2 separate regions of the Rattus norvegicus genome follow, and region 1 is linked to region 2. Evidence: chromatin contacts called from public Hi-C data. All regions are on one chromosome and are shown on one strand. The core of a region is the stretch at or near the end of the contact, and the rest is flanking DNA. Distances in the headings are between cores, read along the strand shown. Region 1 holds the start of Kcnj12 (potassium inwardly-rectifying channel, subfamily J, member 12). Region 2 has its middle 37 kb from the start of Kcnj12.

What was found. Hi-C and Micro-C count contacts between places; a contact is called where the count stands out from the background.
Region 1: a contact with region 2 is called in a Hi-C map of psoas muscle, with 2.2 times the contacts expected there. The contact joins the promoter of Kcnj12 here to the enhancer-like site in region 2. A contact is called at or near these places in 2 of 12 Hi-C or Micro-C datasets (hepatocytes and psoas muscle).

What each region holds. Positions count from the first base shown.
Region 1 is chr10:46,191,573-46,198,355 of GRCr8, forward strand. Kcnj12 (potassium inwardly-rectifying channel, subfamily J, member 12) reads left to right here and starts at 4,538. Exons shown (of 2, transcript NM_053981.2): 1 at 4,538-4,813.
Region 2 is chr10:46,156,222-46,162,732 of GRCr8, forward strand. No RefSeq gene overlaps it. Among named protein-coding and RNA genes, the nearest start is that of Kcnj12, 37 kb to the right of the region's middle. Within about 2 kb of position 2,435, at least 33 of the 93 cell types and tissues checked have an H3K27ac peak or open chromatin away from gene starts, as enhancers often do.

The DNA of each region.
Region 1 (6,783 bases), core at 3,288-5,787, 37 kb after region 2:
TGCCAGCTGATCGATGTTTGCTTCCGGACAGATGGGAGGGACCTCGAACACGCTGTCCTATTCTCAGCATGGTAATGGTTCCTGAAGTTTGTGCCTCAAATCAATGCCTTTGGCTCAGCCAGAAGTCCACGGTTACCTGGGCAGGGGAAGGGCATGTGTGTATGGGATGACATGTAAGATTCTCCCACAGCTCTCCTGGTGACAAAGTCCCTATCCTTCCTTGGCTTTTACCTGTCTAATTGGGGTGGGATCTACCTGCCTCTCACCTAGAGTAAAGGATGGTGGGCATTTAACTCTACCTGGCAGACACACAGCTGGCACTGGCCATTATGACCATGACCACTATATTTGTCAGCAGTGTATATCTTGGGACAAACAGCGCTGAAGAAAGAGGCCAGTTTAAGGTCACAGCTCTTGGGCCTGGGCTCTACTCTGTGGCTCATAGCCTGAGTGATAGGCCTCTTTCCTCTTGACTGATTGCCTAGGCTGTGGACAAGGCTCAGGCAGAATGCCCCCTGTGCCTCTTGACTTCCTGCCCATGGTTTCTACCACAAATGCTTATCCTGATGCCCATGGGCACAGTTCTTTCTGACTCCTTAGATGGGGTATTGATCAGAGTCAGGACGAGCATTGGAGTAGGAGGCTAGAATTGTTTCCCAGATGGTTACACACATGCACATGCACGCACACACACACATGGTCCCATGACCATGCAGATTATTTAAATGTGTCCATGAGCACTGGGCTGAATAGGAGAATGATGGAATTCTCCACCGTTCTCCTCATGCTTGCTCTGAAGACATGCCCTCATGCCCAGGTGCCTGCCCTGGTCTGCACACAAGGACCTGTCTCTGGTCTCATGGAACCGGTGACAATCATGGAGATGAACAAGAAGCCAGACTCCTGGGGGAAAGGCAAAGCAAGAAAGGGAAAGTAGGATGGCTTAGGGGTGGTCTTTCCCAGGGGAGTCTTGAGATGCACTGAAGGAAAAGCAATGAGAGAAACAACACTCCTGCCTGAAAGGGGAGTGGGTGGCTAGGGAAGGATTGAGTTGGTGGCAGGCCAGTATGTCTGGAAAGGAGACTGGAGCATGTGGAGGGCAGAGGCTAGGCCAAAATCTAGGAGAGGCAGAAGAAATCCTATCCTTGGAGAAGGTGTTCTTGAGGAGCACCAGGTGCTGCCAGGCCAACAAAGACTCCGAGGAAGGACCTTTTGGTTTTCACAGGAGCTGGTTGTCAGAACTGCTGCCAGCTGCTAGGCAGAGAGGCCGGCATTTCAGACTGCTACCTACGGAGACAGGATACTGAAGCCTTTAGGGAGTTTCTCTGAATGCCTTTGCTGTTCTTGCTGTCCTCATGACAAGGAAGGGTTTCCAAATAAGCTGATGGCTTCCTCTGGGTGCCCCAGTCTGGGACTGTATGGGTACACAGGCTTTTGGCTGAGAGAATGGACGGGGCCCCAGTTATAGCCTTGTCTAGGAGGATTCTCTCAGATGGAGGGACAGCCACACAGGTCCTATGGGAATGTATGCGTGTGGCAGGACAACTCATCTCTATGCCGTGCAAGGCAGGAATTGATTTTCTGTGGTTGTGGCCACCCCATACTTTACAGAGAAGAAAGTGGGACTTTAGTGAGAAATGTGTCCTTGGGCGCTGTGCTGGAAACAATCGTGCTGAGACTGGGCACGTCCTAAAACACCCCCCCTCAGCTCTGGAGAGAGGCAGGATGTCTTGATCCACCATGTCCTGTCCATACCTGGAGCCCTGCTTAGAGGGAGTACTCCTGTGTGGCTGTCCTCTGTCCTCTGTCACTGAAACTTGACCATGGGTGTGCTCTCCATGAGGAGGCCAAGACGATGAGCCTGGTAGAAGACTCATGATATCCTAGAAAGAGATGTGAGTTTTGATTAGGAAATGAAGTTGGTTCCTGCTTGTAAGCTGGAGGGCGGGATGGGAAGTCTAGAGTGCAGTGCTTGTGGGGGATTGGGCCATTTCTCTGGTGGGTTTTGTTAGATGACCTTGGACAAGACAATTGTCCTATCTGTGAAGTGTGGCTGATAACAGGGTGGGGGGAGTCCCCCACCCCAGCTTTATACAGTCCTCTGAGGCCCTTGCCCAGATAAACAGCTGAGGGGGGCTGTATACTCGCCCATATGTAAATGTGCACGTGTATATATGTGCATGTGTGTATATGTGCCTATATGTAAATGTGCATGTGTGTATATGTATGTATATGTGCATGTGTGTATATGTACACGCATGTATATGTGCATGTGTGTATATGTGCATATGTGTATATGTGCCTATATGTAAATGTGCATGTGTGTATATGTATGCATATGTGTGTGTATGCTCCACCCTAAGACCCCCTTGAACTCATTACTGGAGATGTTTAAGATCCTAGACCCAATGGAGATCTATAGTGTTCTGTCCATTTTCTTGTCTACCAGCATGCTGTGAGCTCTTTGGAGTTTCTGGTGTAGCCCCTCAAGTGCAACTTGGATTTGCTCTTCCTGAGAGAATAAAGAAGCTTGTAGGCAGGGGAAATTTTCCCTTACTTCTGCCTTTGGCTTCTCTTCTCCGGACACCAGGACTGGGTAGGGTGGACCAGGGGTATCCCCGGTATTTTCCTCCTTGTTCATTCAGAAGATAGTAATCAGGACATCATGTGCCTGTCCAAGGCAGACCTGGGGAATGGGGACCTGGGAATGGAGTCCCTGGGGATACCCATTTTCTCTGTATTGTGGTCTTCAACAGTAACTAGACAGGAAGGCATGGCCAACTGAAGGACACACTTGGTTCTGAGACACCCCCTCTTCTACCATCGTGCGACTAGATAAGCAACTATCTCGATGGACCTCCATGTCTTTATCTGTAAAGTGGGTCCATGGATCATATGACCTCCCAGAGGATCATAATGGCAGCAGAGTAACTCTAGCTAAGTCCTTAGCACAGAGGACGGCATAGATCGCTCAAGCACCCAAGACCCACCAGCTACTCAGCTACTGTACATATACTCATCTCATTCAACCTTCACCATTCCCATAACTCACTGAGCCCCATAATGTCCCACAGGGAATCCAGAGACTGAGTGCTGATGTGGCTTGCACGGAGGGTTACTTGGTGGTAGAGGTCAGATAAGCATAACCCGAGGCAAGCGAGCTTTTTGGAGACTCTGGGGCCTGGATGAGGAGTTGGCTCCCTGGAGTTGGGCTGGTGGGTTCTGCAGTGCTCTGAAGAAGCTTCCAGAGCCTGGGCATCTGGGTGGCCAGAAAGCCATGCTTCTTGGCTAGGAGCCTGTATCTAGTGTCTCTGCTATTCAAATGCCTAATTATATTTCACATTATGGAGGAGCTGGAGACCAGGGCGCTGGGCAGTTTTATGAAGCTTGTGTTCTGCCTGTAGACCTGCCTTCTCAGCCAGATTCTTCAGTGTTAGGGTTGAGCTGGGGGTCAGCCCTATGATAAAATGGGATTTCCCTGAGGCCAGCTAGGCTAATCGGCTGCCAGGCTGAAAGGTCTAGGCTCTGCAGGAGGCAGAGACTCGAGGTCCAGACAATAGGCTCCAGGAGACTGGGAGAGGAGAGTACCAAGGGTGCCTTCCAGACAAGAGTGGGCAAGGGGAGGGGAGTCACATGGAATTAGATCAGCAGAGAAGCCAGAAGGAGGAGCACAGAAAAAGCAAGAGATAAAAGCTAAATGCAACACAAGATGGGAAGAAGCGATATGATATTAAAGAGGGTGGAGTGTGCCTGTGACCCCGTGCTTGGTGTGTAAGGGGAATGAATATGTGAGCTCAGAAGCAAGCCTGTGTGGATGTGTTGACTGATCCCATCCCGTATGTGCCTGTGTGACTGTGACTGCACCTGTGCACCTTAGCCACCGCGCTCCTCATCTCATGCATTTTGTGCAGGTGTTGCCTGAGCTTGCTCGGTATCCTGCCGTGTGCAGCCTGTCCAGATTCCCTCGTCTGCCTGTAGTCTGAGTATATATATGCTCGCCATGCACCTGTGTGTGCGCGTGTCCCCGGGAAGATGTGTGTGTGTGTGTGTGTGTGTGTGTGTGTGTGTGTGTGCCACGCGCGTGCGCGCGTATGTGTTCGCGCGCGCGCGCTCCAGTGCGCAAGTGGCTGGTGCGTGTGGGGGGCAGCTGGGGCCAAGAGGGGCCACCGGGCCAGGCCAGGGCGGTGGTGGGCGGGATCAGCGGCGCCGCGGCGCAGGGCGGGCGTGCTTTTGGCGGAGAGTTGGAGGAGTTACCGAGCTGGGCTACTGTGGCAGCGGGGCGCGGAGCTGGGTGCGCGCAGAAGCTTCTGCCTCCCGCCGCCTCCTCGCCCTCCATTCCTCGTTCCCTGTCTTCCCTGGGCCACGCCGCGACTGCGCTGCCACCGCCTCCCTGGGAACGGTCGCCGGGGGAGGGTGCCCTGTACGATCGAAGCCCGCTGGGAGGTGCAGGACACCCACACCCGGCTCTGGGGAGCGCGCCCGGCCCTGCCCGGGATCAGATAACTGCGGCGGGGGAGGGGGTGGGTCGGCGGTTCTTGTCGCGGGACTGAGCGACAGAAGCCAGCGGCAAGCCCGGAGCGAGAGCCGAGTGGCTGGGGGCGCCGTCTGGGCGTGCGCCCCCGACCCATGGCTGGCTGGTGGCACCCAGCGCCCGGGAGCGACGCGCCCCTCGGCGTGGAGCGCTCCCAGGGGCTGCGCTGAGGCGGCGGCGGCAACGGTGGCAATGCAGCCAGCGCAGCGGCGGCCGGGACCCGGAACGGCCGCGCGGAGCTTGGAGGACGCGGGACGCGCCGCGCCCCGGCCACTGACCGAGGTAAGAGCGCGGCCGCGGGCGCACGGCCCACCCGCCCGGCCCCTGTTCCCATCAGACAGCTTCCCGCCCCGGGTGAGCGAGGGGTGGTGCAGCAACAGGGAAGGTGAGGCAGAAAGGCTCCTTCCGTTCCTTTTTCTCCTTTCCCGTGGTGAACCACCAGATGAAATGCTGACAGAGAGCTTTTCTTCCCCTGCCATATTTCAGGCTACAGCCACCAGGGAAGTTTGCTCCGGGCTAACCTCTTTCCCAGTGTGTATGTGTGTGTTGCGAGGGCGGGGGGCGGCTCTTGGAAACTTTGAGGAGCTCTTGATCCCCCTCAGCCGGCTGGATTGAGGGGGCTCGTAAGGCAGCGGGCGGAGCCACTTTTGCGCGCAGCATTGGTCCTAGGCGTGACCTTACCCGAGAGACCTGTGATGAAGATGAGGTACAGAGTGAGTGCACAGGTTCAGCTAGCGACCTGAGAATGCTCCCTGCTAAGACCTGGGATCTTTGGAGTCATTTCTTTCCCACCGCCTGTGCTGTAATGGAGTAAAAATATTCTGGAGGTGGTTCTTAACCATCCATCTAGCCTGCAAGTCCAGGACACCTTTTGCTTCTTAGATTTGGTCTTGAGAAACCCAAAGGGGCTCAGGGCAGAGGGTCTCTCCTAGGCGCACAAGTCTATTCTGGTGTCCTGTGAGGAACCGTGAGACGGCTGGGACGGAGAGCTTCTGAAGAGCCTTTGGGGAAAGCGGGAGAGCCGAGGCCGTAGACTCGTAGACTCGGCCCCTGCCTTAATTTGTGCACATGTCCTGTGAATACCTTAGAGCTCACAGGAAAGTGTCACTTCGGTGAAGGCCTCCAGTTCTAGGAGGTTCTGCCACCCTACTGCATAGACCTAGTGGGATTGGGGCGGCCCTTCTGGCCATCCCCAGAGTGTGACGTTGTCTTTGGCCCTTTCTAGTTTCTTCCTTACTACCTGTACCCAAGCCTGAAGCTGGCAGTAAAGATCTAGGGACTTTCTGGCCTTGGCATCCACCTCCTGAGCACTGGTTAGAGGCTTCAGCTCTCTGGATGGCCTCGGTGCCCACTTGCCGCTGAGATCAGTTGCCTCCTCCTCCAAGGTGGGAACCCACAAGGCTTAGGCTTCCAGCCTTCAAACGCTCTGAGAGATAAGCGAAATCCCGCCCTGGCTGCTGTCCCACCTCACTAGACTCCAGCCTGGCACTACACCGGGTGGCTGATTTGGGACCCCTCACCAAAATCTACCCATGAACAGGAGAAGTGCAGGGAGGGGAGGCAGATTGGAATACCAGGCTCCTCCTTGAAAATTCCTTCCTCTGTATTCCCAGGAGAGCCCCTTCAGGGCCTGTAGGGGAACCCCAAAGAGACTTCTCAGCGAAATCATCCGCTGTGCTCAAGGGGTCCCTCCAATTAGTCAGGAGACACAAGGGTCTCTATCATAATAGGTGACCTGGATAGGTTGAGCCACTTGTGAGAATAAATGTACAGTTGTGGGCATGTGGCCCACCAGACCGGCCTCAGCTGGGAACAGGGAGAGGCTTAGTCAACCTTAGGGACAAGGTAGGTAGTTCTGGTGTGCTAGACAACAGAGCAGGACCTTCTTCTCCATTGAGCTACTGCTATATGCGTAAATGCAGTGTTGATACGGGACTGGCATTTGTGTACTTCAAGCCTTAACTGTTCTCTTTTGTCCTGGGCTGGGTGGGCACCATGGGGTAATGGATGAGTACTCTGTCACTGGGTTCTCCAGGTAAGGTCCTCTGTCGATGTGTGACTAGTGGAGGTAGGATTAGGAGTCTGTGCTGTGTTGGGAGAGGTATCTGCGGCAGGTGCTTCCAGAGCCATGCAACATGTTAGGTCAAAACAGAAGGCCTCCCCACTTTCCCCAAATCAGAAGCTTTCATACCAGGACCCCTGTGTTTCCCTCTGCTCTGCTCTAGGCAGGACCAGGCAGTACTGAATGGCCT
Region 2 (6,511 bases), core at 1,185-3,684:
CCTCACCATGGATAGGCGGAGCTTGCTTTTGCCTTCTGGCTGCTGTGCATGGCACTGTTGCCAAAAAACTGGGGCCCACATTTTTCTCTGAATACTTACTTCAATTCTCCTAAACAGAGACGTTCAAATCCAGTTGTGGCTCACGGTTCTGATGCTATGAGGGCCCGTTTTCTTTCTGGTTGAAGCCTCACAACAATCCTCAGAGGCCCCCACTGCCCCCTATTTCCTCCTCTGGTCCTGTTGAGCCCGAAAGCTCCACTGAGCTCCCTGGCCCTGGGTGTATCTACCCCAGGGCTGCATCCATTGTATACTTTTCCCCATCCATTAGCCCCCGGTATTCCCTAGAGTTCCAGCCAAGGCCTTGAGCCCACAGGGACAAGATACAATGGCAAAGGCAAGACATAGGGAATGGCCCTGGCCTAGTTGGTCACAATCGAGTAGAAACTGAACCCCAGATCTGAAGCTTTTACTGAAGCTGTGTATCTTCCATGGGGACACCCACCCACCTCCTACCCAGGAATGTCAAGCCACAGGTGATACACAGCTAATTTTTTCTGGAAACTAGTTTTGCTAGGAGATCTGGGAAGGAAAGAATCCTAGGTAGACTTTTCTGATTATATATGCCAATATATATAACTATATATGCCTATATACCCTTATATATGCCTATGTATACCTATATATGCCTATGTATTACAATAGTCATCTATCTATATTTATCCATATATGTTTACATCTATCTATATGCTTATCTATCTATCTATCTATCTATCTATCTATCTATCTATCTATCTATCTATCTATCCTTTAGTGGGGTATGTCTAGCATGTAAGACTTTCTCCTCACCTACCAACTCCTGGATGCTCCCCTCCCCCCGATCACAGTGCTATCACATCTCCCTGTCAGTTTCTCCAGTAGATATTTAGGTGAGTGTCTTTTTTCCACATCTTACAACTCTCAGGCCACACTTCATTCCTGATGAAAGCCAGGGCAGGAACTCAAGGTGGGAACCTGGACACAGGAGTGAAGCTGATGCCATGGAGGGATGCTGCTTACTGGCTTGCTCCCAATGACTTGCTCAGCCTGCTTTCTTATACAACTTAGGGCTACTTGTCTAGGACTGGCACCACCCAGAGTGGTCTGGGCTCTACCACAGTAGTTATTATCAAGAAAATGCCATACAGGCTTGTCTGGAGGTAAGTCTAGGGGAATATTCTCAATTGCAGTTCCCTCTTTCCAAATGATTCTACCTTGTGTGAACTTGACATATAAACACATCACTATTAAACCATAAACTTCCCTTTCTTATTTGTCCCAGAGATCTTATATTAATATCACTAACACAATATAAAACATTGCAAAAGTCCTTCAGCCTTAAAAGAATTCAAATATTTAAAAAAATTCAGTCTCTTTAAAACATCCAAAGTCAGGGTTGGGGATTTAGCTCAGTGGTACAGCGCTTGCCTAGCAAGCACAAGGCCCTGGGTTCAGTCTCCAGCTCCGAAAAAAACGAAACAAAACAAAACAAAACGTCCAAAGTCAGCTGTTGGTGGTGGCTCACGCTTTTAATCCCAGCGCTAGGGAGACAGAAGCATGTGAATCTCTGAGTTCAAGGCCAGCCTGGTCTATAGAGAGTTCCAGGACAGCCAGGGCTATATAGAGAAATCTTGTCTCAAAAAACCAAAACAACACAACAACAAAAAAGCCCAAACAACAACAATACCAAAAAACCCAAAAAGCCAAAAACAAAACAAAATAAAACAACAACAAAAAACCCACAAAACAAAACAAAACAAACAAACAAAAAAACCCAAACCAAAACAACAACAAAAACATTCTAAGTCTTTCTAAAATTCCAATGTCTCTCTGAAACCGCTGAATTTCTTTAAAAGTTCAAAGTCTCTCAACTTTGGGTTTTTGTAAGAATTAAAATAAATCATATCCTTTTTACCCCAGGAGGGAAGAACCAGGGGGCAGTTATAATTTAGTCAGAGCAAAACCAAAGTTCACCAGTGTAAAGCTCAGGATCAGATTCTGGAACCCACGCAGGATCCTCAGGGTTCCAAAGGCTGTAGACAGCCCCATTCCCCCAGCTCTGCCATACCCAGCACAACACAGCCTGTCTCAGGATCGGGCTGGCTCCATTCCACAGCCACTGCTGTGCTTGGCTGTCATCCCATGGTGCTGGCATCTCTGAAATGCTGGGGCCTCTGCTGCAACTGGGCTGTACCTTCACAGAGCCTCTCCTGGGCTCTCTTCAGGGACACTGACTGTCATATTGTACCAAGCTTCAACCTTTCTCTGTGACCCCCCTCAGTCCTGAAGTTTCTAACTCCCATCATGGCATCTCCTAGTTTCTCCTGGCACCAAGCCTCAGCAGCACTCCATGACCTCTTCATGCCTCCAAAACCAGTACTGCCTGGGAGGCTGTTACGCATGACCAAGTTTGGCTGCTAGCATGTGGTATATATAGCCTTGGCCCTCTCTGGACCATGGCTTCTGTGTGCTGATCCTGAGGAAATAGTTCCCAGAAAAATCTTGCCTTGATGCTGACCTCTTATTAATCACAGATCATAGATCCAACTGAACAGAATCAATTGTCCCAGAAAAACAAAGGTTTTGCCTTGATGGTTCAAATATTACGTAAGTGGTACTGATACAGTCTTCGCTTCCCTCTGAAATATCACAAGTTAGGCCTCCATTGTCTGCTCTGCTGACAGTTTCTCTCCTAAGTTCCCACATCTCTTAAGGCTCTTGAGTTAAGTTTCTATTGTTGTGTTAAAACACCATGACCAAAAGCAACTTGGGAAGGCAAGTTGTCATCTCATCTTAGAACTCTAGGGTCACACTCCATCATTGAGGGAAGTCAGGACAGGAACTGAAGGCAGGAACCTGGAGGCAGGAACAGAAGCAGAGGTTATGGAGGGATGCTTCTTACTGGATTGCTCTTCATGGCTTACTCAAGCTTTTTCTTACACAGCTCATGACTTCCTGTCCAAGGCTGGTACAGCCCACAGTGGCCTGGGCCCTCCCACATAAATAAAAGTAGTCAAATAAAAAGTACTCCCCAGGTTTGCCCCCAGGCCAATCGTAGAGGTTTTTTTTGTTTTGTTTTGTTTTGTTTCAATTACAGTTCCCTCTTCCTAAATGATTCTAGCTTGTGTCAATTTGACGTAAAACTAACCAAGACAGTGGGCTTCCCTCGCTACCCCTGAACCTTTGAATCCCCAGAGCAATAGGAAAGAGACCACTGGCCATGTCGCCTGGGTAGCTAAGCAGCCCTTTGCCACTGCTGCAGACATGAAGCAGGCCTGTGGTTTTGCTTCTCCGCCCCCCACAGGGACCATGATTTCTGTCAGTGGTCAACCTCTCTATTGCTTTCTGAACAGCTACGTGCGCTCAAAAATGTTCAGCTGACTGACTGGTATTGTTGCAATTCAGACCTGGGACAAAGAGCTGAGTTACATACCAAAGCAGACCTGGCCTCCAGGTTCTCCCAGCATCCCTCAGTTCCTGCCTGGCATATCCCACCCTCTATCCTAAACTTTCCAGCCCAGGGGCTGGGCTGCCCTTCCCCCAGAGCCTTTTTCCTATACATTCCAGACATTTTAGTCTCTCCCTTTCTTTGTGTGTGCTCCTTTTCTCTTTCTCTTCCCTCCTCCTCTCTTTCTCCCTCCTCATGGTGACTTCCCTGGCCGCAGTCCTTGGAACAAGTGAACCCACCTGAGAGCCACTTCCCACAAAACCTGTCTATATACTTTAATCTTTGTACTCTAATTGGCTCATTTCACGGGTGGGCAAATAACTTATCAGGTATGTCTTTTCACGGACCAATAAAAAAGACAGGAAAAATCTCAGATGCATGATACAAAGAGAAGCTTCTCGCCCTGTAATCCAGTCAAAGCCTTTCAGTAATAGGAAGCAAGTATCCTACCACGATTACCAACGTCTCAAGTTCTTCCTCCCCTCCGAGCCATCAAACTATGTTTTCTTTCTAGAACTCTTACAGAAAATCCATTCATAGAAAAGGATATAAACCTTTTATGCTACCCTAGCAGCCTCCAATTTTATCTTCTCAGGTTATATATATTTCTATATGAGACATCTCCACACCTAGGTGTATCCTCCTGGTTACCTTGCTTTCTCTTAATTCTCATGCTTATGCTTTGTGGTGGATTGAATGAGAATGGCCCCATAGGATCATGCATTTGAATGTTTAATCCCCAACTGGTCGAACAGTATGGGAAGGATTAAGAGGCATGTCATGGTGGACAGGCTCTGAGGTTTTAAAGTCTTTCCCATTCCCAGTTAGCTTTCCTTGCTTTGGGTCTCAAGATGTGATCTCTCAGTTACTGCTCCAGTCCATGTCTCTATACCTGCTTGTCATGCTTCCTGCCATGATGGTCGCGGACTCCAGGCTTCTGAAACTGTAAACCCTAAATGAACTCTTCTTTGTAGAAGATGCCTTGATCATGGCATCTTACCACGATAATAGAAAAGTAACTAAGACAGAAGCTGGTACCAGGGAGTGAGCTATTGCTGTGACAGGCTTGACCATATTGGCTTTTTGGATGAATGTAGAAGTTTTCAGTACTTTGGACTAGGAAAACTGTTGAGCTCTGTCAGCAGAGTTTAACAGGCCATCCTAGTGAAGGCTTGGAAGACAATAGTGCTGAGAGTGAAATGGACTATGGAGGCCCAGTTCAAAATGTAGAAGGTAACAATATTAGCAACCGGGCTAGAGATACTTTGTAATATTTTAGTGATTAACACAACTGCCTTTTGCCTGTGTCCTAAGAATTTGCCTGAGGGTAGAGTGAAAACTATTGGATTACTTTCATTGGCAGAAAAGATTAGAGGACAGCCTAATATAGGCACTGTCTCAGGGTTGTTAGTAATCTTTTTATTGACATAGGCTTATAATTGAAAACCAAAACAACAACAACAACAACAACAACAACAACAACAAAAAACAGTAGCCGAAGACAGGGAATAGATTCAGCCCAAAAGAGAAGAAGTGTGTTGCAATCAGCAAAGGTGGAGGACAGAGCCATTTGAATCTTCTCACATCACACATGGAGTTATAGGATTTAGAGTTTTCCCTGCTGAGTCGTGGTCTTGTTCTGGTCCAGTATTTTCATACTATACGCCCATTTTTCCCTTTTGGAATGGCAGTGTATATTGTGTAACATTGCATGTTGGAAGTATGTGATTTGTTTTTTAATTTTGACTTTGTAGGAATTTACAGTTAAGAGATTACTTGGTGGGGTTGGGGATTTAGCTCAGTGGTAGAGCGCTTGCCTAGAGAGCTCAAGGTCCTGGGTTCCGTCCCCAGCTCCGGGGGTGGGGGTGGGGGGGGAAGAAACAAGAGATTACTTGGCATCTCAGAAGAGACTTTGAATTTTTAGTTAAAGAGCGTTAAGACTATGAAAGATTATGGGGAGCTTTGAAGTAACGCTAAGCGTGTTTTGCATTATGATATGGCTACAGGCCTATGGGAACCAAGGAATGGAATGTGGCAGTTTGAATGAGAATCGCCTCCATAGGTTCATCTATTTGAGTACTTAGATGGTAGTTGGTGGAACTGTTTGGGAAGGAGTAATGGGTGTGGCCTTGTTGGAAGAGGTGTGTCACTGGGGCTGGGCTTTGAAGTTTCAAAATCACTAGCCATTTCTAGTTAGCTCTCTCTCCCCTGATGTTTGTGTCTCAAACTGTAAGCTCTGAGCTATTGCTCCAGTCTATGCCTGCCTGCTGATGTGCTCACCACCATGAGGGTCATGGATTCTAATTCTCTGAAACTATAAGTCCCAAATAAGCTCATTCTTCCATAGGTTGCATTGGTCATGGTATTTTATCACAGCAATAGAAAGTAACAAAGACATGCCTCTATTAAAATATTTTTAGAAAAATCTCCAATCTTCTTCTTTATCATACCTGAAGAATTAGTTCCAAAATTCTTCCTGGTATCAAAGCCATGAATCCTGGTTTTGTTTCTAAGAGATTAGTGGTGGGCTGCTGAGCTTGACAGTATGGAGCTGTCTCCATTCTCTCGCTATTCACATCATGTCCTGGCAGACAATGATAGCCCTCTTGGGAAATCTTAAGAGCCCTTAACTGTGGTATTTGCAGCCAGCCACCGCACAGGTGAGGACATTGAGAACTTGGTGGTGTGCTGGTTCCCAGAGCTCTCCACCCAGTTTGTGTGGTATAGGTTAGTTGGCCAGCCCACTTGATCTCAAGCTTCCTCTAGACCCTGGAGTAGGCCCTGGTTCCAATACCACTGTATTCTGTAATGCTAGATTATTGCTGTCCCCAAGGACATAGCCTAGAATCTCGAAGTACTGAACAACCTGGTCAACAAATGTCAATCATCATGTGTGCTCCAGACAGCCCAAGATGGGCTGGTGGGCTGATGTCTTTAGTAGGAAGAGAGATGATACTAAAATGTGGAGCAGGAAGAAGTAAGTGATACAAAAAAGAACCAAGTAGACTGAACAAAGGGATGTGAGGG